2 separate regions of the Mus musculus genome follow, and region 2 is linked to region 1. The links are chromatin contacts, called in public Hi-C maps. All regions are on one chromosome and are shown on one strand. The core of a region is the stretch at or near the end of the contact, and the rest is flanking DNA. Distances in the headings are between cores, read along the strand shown.

Region 1 (3,636 bases), core at 707-3,206:
CCAAGTATTCTAAAATTCCTATGATTTACAGAAAAGTGTTTTTCTTGATTATGTCACATACAATATCAGGTAAGATATATGTGAGGTTTTCCATGGAATGGGTCAAAATTCTGATGCCACCTTAGTGTCCTACAATGTGACTCATTCTGACAATATCTACCTGGGGATATTGGCATAACACCAGATTGAATGTTCAGTCCCGGAGGACTGTCTTGACTTCAGAAACCAATGAGAATTTCAGGTTATTCCCTTTACTTCCAGTCCAACGCATCTCATTCAGAAGCTGGTCATTTCCTAGAATTGGATCAGAGCATTCAACAGGTTTGTTGTTGATTTTACTGTTATCAGTTTTTAATCTAAGAATTAGTGATGATCTGGATCAGTCAGATGCAAGAAATATACAGAGCATAGTGTGGTGCGTAAAGACTTCTCTAAGGTTCTCTAAGGCATGCCACGCTCTTCAAACCTCCATTTGTCATCCTACTGTCAAAGCTATATCCTCTTGGATTATGGGGGAGGGACTTTACCAGTAGTCACGATGATTAAATTATAGGCAATTAGCCATTCTCTCTGCTCTCAAGGTGGAACAGAGTATGAACGGGATAAAGAAATACAAGCTCTAATCTTCTAGTTACAGAGTTCAATCTCCTGGCATATAGCCCCTTCTTGAGACAAAATTGGAAAACTCTTCACTGCTAGTCATCTTCAGTATACAAAAGATTCAATTTCAGAGATTCCAAGGGTTTAACAGCCTTATCCATCCTTATTACTGGATAAAGAAAAAAAAACTTTTCTTATTATAAATCACAATGTCACATATGTCAACAAATAAAAACCATTGCCAAATAGTTCAAGAAATGTTTGCGACTAATGCCTAATATATAGAGAACCCAGCACCTACACAGAAAAAGCACAAGCAATTTCTAAGACTCTGTATGGGTGTGTATTGGAAAATCTGTGTCATGAGAGAAGAGCAAGATACTTTTTTAAAGATAATTTAATAATTCATCTAACTTTAAATGTGCATTAGCTAGCTATGCAACCACTTCTATTTTGATGAGAAATGAATGTGAATCTTTTTCAGTCAAATGATCCTCCTATGGAAATTATTTTCCTTGGGATAGCATTTGAATGTTGCACAAGTGGAAAGAGAAACTAAGTAGCAAGTACAAGTATGAAATACTGATTTTAGTGGTCATAAATAAAGTTTAATGGGAAGATAGACACTTGTTTGTGCATTACCTATGGGTACCTCTGCCCTTCAAAGAATTGAATGGCTGCAATATGGGTTATGGCAACTCTCAAGCCTAAATTTTGGGTCTATGGTCCTTTATAGAAAATTTTTGCTGAAACTGGGGTTCCTCATTGCTCAGTCTTCTTGGGGATATGTGAAGAATTGAGTTGTTTGCCCCTCCAACTGTAATATAACTGACCTGGAGGATGGCTTGTTCTGAAATAGCATGTTTTAAGTGGCATCAAATAGCACATTGTATTAAGCATATCTTTTAATCATTTTGCTCCCAAATTTGACTGTTATTGCTTGAAATTACTCTTGTTTTATTCTGCTTATTTGAAGTAGGGTAAAATTCTGACCTCTTCTTCAAAGATAGTCAAATGATGCAGACAGAAATTACTTGATGGATCTGAAGTGAGATTAGATTAACTCCAACCCCCCCACTCCCACCCCACAGAATCTGCTGGCCAGCATGTTCTTGCAAATGATGCTTTAATCCCTATATAATGATTTCACGTGCAAAATAAGAGAAATGCTGAGTTCTTCCAGGATGTAGGTGTGCCAAGCATTAGGCACCTTCTTTTATTCCCTGGCTGAATACCTTGGTTGGCATTTTCTAAATCTCTGGATAAAAGCTTTCTAAATAAAGGCTCCCAAGTAGGTTGTGTTCACATGTTCCCCAGCATTTGCAGACTTCTCCCCCTTAGGAAGTTGCTCCCAGAGTAACACTGGAGGGTGGTGGAGGGCTCTGGAGGTAGGAGAGATAGAATAAGCCTCAGAGGAAATTATAATTCTGTGCAAAAATAAACTAAGCGGTTGGAGCTTATTGACATTATGGATTGATTTTTTTAATTACCAGATAGATAAAGCTCTTGAGAAGAATGTGTTTTTAGTTTCAGTACTGTAGGCGCCAAGAAAAGCTAAAATACGCCAAAGCACAGGCAAACGTGCCAGGTGACTTTACAAAGCTATAAAAATAAAAAAATCTGTGTATTTTTGCCTTTCTCTTATTTCTACAAGCATACCAGCAGGATAAGATATGATAACTGGAGATTTGTGTTTGACAAACCTTCTAGAATCTTGCATTTGTTTTTCATGGGTGCTACTTTTCCTGATCAATAAAATTGTTTTCCATTTTTCATTTAATTTTTGGTAAGGCCTTTTGTTGTTATATGACAGCATTTTCTATGGATTCTTTTAGATCAAAGGAGCAGATTACTCAAACAAAGAATAAAACTAAACAAATTCCATGACAATACTGCCAGGATTCTCTTTTGAGGGAGAAAAAAGACATAAATTATGTTCCACTTTACAACCAACTGTTCAATTTATTCATGTACAGTAAACAACATAAAGTCATTTTCATTCTTTTCAACTGAGAATACCAACCCTTGAATTAATGGAGACTTAACGCATGAAAGCAGATATGGATGATTTAACACTTGCTGCTGAAAGTGTGCTCATTATGTTCTTGCCGATCTGTTTCAAGGCTGTTGCTATGCATGAAACCATCGACTACATAAAGCAACAAGGAGGGAGGAAATGCCGACTGTGCTGCTAGCAGACATGGTCTGCAAATTGTTTTCAGTTACAGCATCTCTATTGATTTATAGCTTTGCTGATTGAAATGTCACACTGGGTCATTCATAATAATAGTGATTCATGCTTGTGCTGATGTGTTCTGGTTCCTAGTCTACTTCTACTTAATTCTATGGCACTGTTTTCTTTTTCTAGTTGAAAACACAGTTTCTCAGAGAGGCAGGCTTTCATAGGTGGAAGGTAACAAAGAAAGGATGAGCAATTTCTACTGCATGTGCTAACTTAGGAAAATAGGTAACTTATGTGACACTATAGGATGAGGAGTAAAAATAAGTTTACAAGAATAAGAAACAGAGTCAGACAGCTACAAAGAGTACAACTTCTTTCCTTAATGCTTGCGTTTTGAAATCTAATGCAGCTAAAGTGATACAGTGGTTTCTCACATAAAAGGAGAAGATAAAAGCCAGAGCTAATGTGGTTACAGTTAGTTTGGCACTGTGAATAGATTTATTTCTTCAAATCAGTGTTCCAAGCAGAGTGTGCATACATAGATCATAAACTTCTAGAAGAGCAAAAAGGTTTAAAATGAAAAGTACTTTTACCAGGCAGTGGTGGCACACACCTTTAATCCCAGCACTTGGGAGGCAAAGACAGGTGGATTTCTTTTCTTTTCTTTTTTTTTTATTAGGTATTTTCCTCATTTACATTTTCAATGCTATCCCAAAGGTCCCCATACCCACCCCCCCAATCCCCTACCCACCCACTGCCCCTTTTTGGCCCTGGCGTTCCCCTGTACTGGGGCATATAAAGTTTGCAAGTCCAATGGGCCTCTCTTTTCAGTGATGACCGACTAGGCCATCTTT
Region 2 (3,724 bases), core at 1,192-3,691, 66 kb before region 1:
AAGCTGAACAGCATTTAGTAGTTATCTAGCCATTCAAGACATGTCACAAGGTAGTGCATAATAAATATTTAAAATTCCAACCAGGAAGTGGTGGCACATGCCTTTAATCACAACACTCGGGAGGCAGAGACAGGCAGATTTCTGAGTTGGAGCCCAGCCTGATCTAGAGTGAATTTCAGGACAACCAGGGCTATACAGAGAAATCTAATACCAAAAAAAAAAAAAAAAAAAAAAAAAAAAAAAAATTCCAATGTTTAAAAAAATTCACAGGAGATAGATTCCTCTGGAGAAGGAAAGTACTTCATGTAAGAGATGTAAATTAGAATTAGGCATCAGGGAGTTCATGGAGGCATAATCCCACTAGACAAATCCCTGTCTTAACACTGCTAATAATTGGGTCTGTCTTTTGTATGAAGCCTTTCTAGTAGTATACAATTCACTTCTCTGAGACACTCCATGCAAAACTACTAAAATGACCTTGTTTATATCAAATGCCAAGTCAGACTCCTAATTAAATCCTATAGCACTTCCCCGTGGGTCCCAACACCTGAACTGCTCCAGTGTGTTATGGCACTAGTGGCTTACCTACCCCATCAGCCTACCAAGTTGTCCTTTAATCTCCCAAGATGTCACAGCCCTGGGATGACTGGCATAAGAAACCATCAGTGTTTACACTTCCATTTTACCTCTTACACATGACCGCCATGCCATGAAAAACAAATGGCAAAACACTACTGGGCATAGTGTGGTGGCAAAGATGCCCATGATGAAATCAGACACAAGCAAACTAGAATCTCGGTTATTGGGTCCTAGATTTTGGTAGAGTAAGAATATACTTTCTCAAAGTTTGATTTCTACATTGCAAAATGAGTTTAAAAGCATTGCATTCCTTACAGATAGTGTAAACACCTAAGTGGTAACATATTATCATTCATAGTTTCTATTAACCATCCTTGGTTATGCTTTCCACTTTAAAAACCATGGTGTTTTAATCAACTTTATCTAAAGCTAGTTTTTATATTGCTAATGTCTCCTCATTTAATTAAATATCCAAAGTTCCTTCTGCACCTCCTTATTTAACATCAGCTCAGGATATTTTCACATCTTAGTTGTTCCCTTTTTGGCACCTACACTATGTTTGGGTTCTATTTCCAATCTATAGTCCTGAGAGGGTCCTTCATAAATAAGGTTGGCAAGTGTGTCTTTGAAGGCTGGCTGGAATCAAGAAACAGAGAAAATACATTCTCCGTCATATAGTATAGTGAGCCAGAGAAGAAATAAGAACCAAGAGATTGACTTTTAAAAATGTTTGTGAATAAAAAAAAAGGTATTATCATTTGCTGTGTCACTTTAAGAAGCTAATCTGTCTCTCAAGTGTGACCGCAGCATTTATGTGAGCTACTTGCAAGCAGAAAATGGCATGGATACTGTAATCTTATGTTTCTTGGATGGAATCAATCAATGGTCTCAAAAATCACACCTGGAGATGATCCACAAACACATTATTTCCAAGATGTGCTGCTGAATATTACTTTGAGTAAAGGAGGTGTTAGCTTGTCCTATCTCAAGAGTGGCGGCAATCTTCAATTTTCATTACCAAACCTGATCCCTCTCTTACCCTCTGCTCTCGCCCCCTACCCCCAGTCAGTACAACATAATGCTTAGAACTTACTGAATCAGTGGCATAAGTTTGGGCATTTTGCAGCTCAGATATTCTGTAAAATTGAGGACTTTCACAATACCTCTAAAAATGAATGAATTAAGTAAAATGTGTAGGAAAGGCCCTGTCAATAAAGGATCCCAACTTTTAATTTATTAATACATTCAACAGATCCAAGATATAACAGTAAGTACAGGGGAGAAACTGACACTGTTACTCTCAGTGTTCATATTCTTCCTCTTTTATGGGAAAGGCAACGACTTTGGAATCACACTCCTGGATAAGATTTCAAATGCTACTATTTATTGATCTCCTAACTTTTGTAGGCAGGGAGCCATGAATCTCTCTGAGCCCTCTTCCTCATTTTAAAAAAGAAAATTGATAAAAATCTTCTACTTTGAAAATGTGTTTTGACTATTCAATATGACAAAGTATGCAACTTGCTTGGCACACAGTTGGAAGTAAATGTATTGCTTGGTTCCCTAGTCCTCCAGAATCCTGTGGCTGCACTAGAAGCAGGTGGATGAGAGGATGGTGGGCTGGGGATGTAAGGGAGACACACTCACCTTAGAGAGGCCAGAGCTCGAAGCTCAGGCAGGTAAATGCTTGGATGGAGGAAACTGTTTCCCAGAAGAGCAAAATCCTGGAGATGCTGGACAACGCGAACGAAGAGATGCAAGGACTTCCCCTGAACTACATCTCCCGGGATGCTCAGCAGAGGAAGCACCCCGCCCCGCCCTGCCCCGCCCTGCCCGATTCGGCGGGCACCGCCCACCCAGCATAACCCAGCGGCAAACACAGGCTACAAGTGCTGTGGCTAGAAATAACGGACTTTCTCCGGGTGCCATGCGGACGCGAGTGTTCACAGCTTCAGCTTTACTGAGTGGCCAAAGCAGAAGGTGAGTAGCAGAGAGTGGGGTGGGGAGGAAGCGCGCGGAGTGGAAAGAACCGGAGCTTGGAGATAAAAGGAGCCGGGGAACGCATCCCCATTCCCGCTTGAGGTGCCTGCAGGACCTAAGCGGATGCAGCCAGACTGCAGGTGCCTTGATGGGCCAAGAGTCTGCTGGGAGAAATGATTGATCCCGCAGCCTATTGGGGGCACCCCTGTCCAGTGCTGGCAGCGGGTCCTATAAACCCAGTGCGCTCATCCTGCATCCTGTATCCCACTACCCTACGCGGTCTTCTGCAGACCAGCCTTGTTCCTATCTGTTCTGCCTGTATTTTACTGCCTTTAATTGCACAGCAGACTAGGGAAAACGGTACTCTTGCCTTGGAGGTGCAATCTCATTAAATGGGCTTTTAAACAGAGAGAGGGCTGTGGGGAGGGAAGAAGATACCTTTAGCCGGTCCCCTGGGATTATCCATCCTAAACTGATGCTGGATTACGGATCTGCAAATCGACAGTACAGTTAGCATAGAGCCGATGAGAAAGGAGAGAGAGAGAGAGAGAAAGAGAGAGAGAGAGAGAGAGAGAGAGAGAGAGAATATTCCCGCTCTGTTATAAATTGGAAGTTTCGTGGGGGATCCTGCCAGTTTTATATAAAGGAGTCTAATATGATTAGCTAATTGTGCCAAAGGTTAATCAGAGCGACTCGTGCCTCAGGGATCCATCTGTGATGATTTCGGTAATTGATGAAACCGGTTCCCATTGCTTCCATCATTGAAGGATCCTTCTGTGGGGGCTTGTCCACATGATGAAAGAAAACTCTGATTCGGTTACAGTTTCCTTACTCTTAGCACTGTGTTTTTCTCCTTTTTGTTGTCGCTCTTTTTATAATTTTAGTACACAGGACCGGGTGGGGCAAGCTTGAAGTGCAGCAGGAAGCATGACCATGTCAAGGTTCTTTTCCGTTCTGTGAGTTGCCTGACTGTCTTAGGGAGGCTTGCTTGAACCTCTGTCACCAGCTGCTGGAATTGGGGATTTTGACTCTTACCCTTCCAATCATGGATTAAACAACTCTGGATTGAAATAAAAGCAAAAGGAGTTCTTGACTAAACCTCCTATATTTGATGAGAGTGGGGATGAATTTTTTCCCCCCAGGAAGCTAGCAGAGGCAGGAAAGA

The links. Hi-C and Micro-C count contacts between places; a contact is called where the count stands out from the background.
Region 2: a Hi-C map of cortical neurons shows a contact between it and region 1, with 2.7 times the contacts expected there. The contact joins the promoter of Tmem74 here to the enhancer-like site in region 1. A contact is called at or near these places in 3 of 484 Hi-C or Micro-C datasets (cortical neurons and nephron progenitors) and 3 of 9 other capture datasets (adipose tissue, liver and pancreatic islet).

What each region holds. Positions count from the first base shown.
Region 1 is chr15:43,802,656-43,806,291 of GRCm38.p6, reverse strand. No RefSeq gene overlaps it. Among named protein-coding and RNA genes, the nearest start is that of Tmem74, 66 kb to the left of the region's middle. Within about 2 kb of position 1,956, at least 18 of the 459 cell types and tissues checked have an H3K27ac peak or open chromatin away from gene starts, as enhancers often do. A contact at or near this core is called in cortical neurons, where this site is marked.
Region 2 is chr15:43,868,746-43,872,469 of GRCm38.p6, reverse strand. It overlaps Tmem74 (transmembrane protein 74), which reads left to right and starts at 2,441. Exons shown (of 2, transcript NM_175502.3): 1 at 2,441-2,559.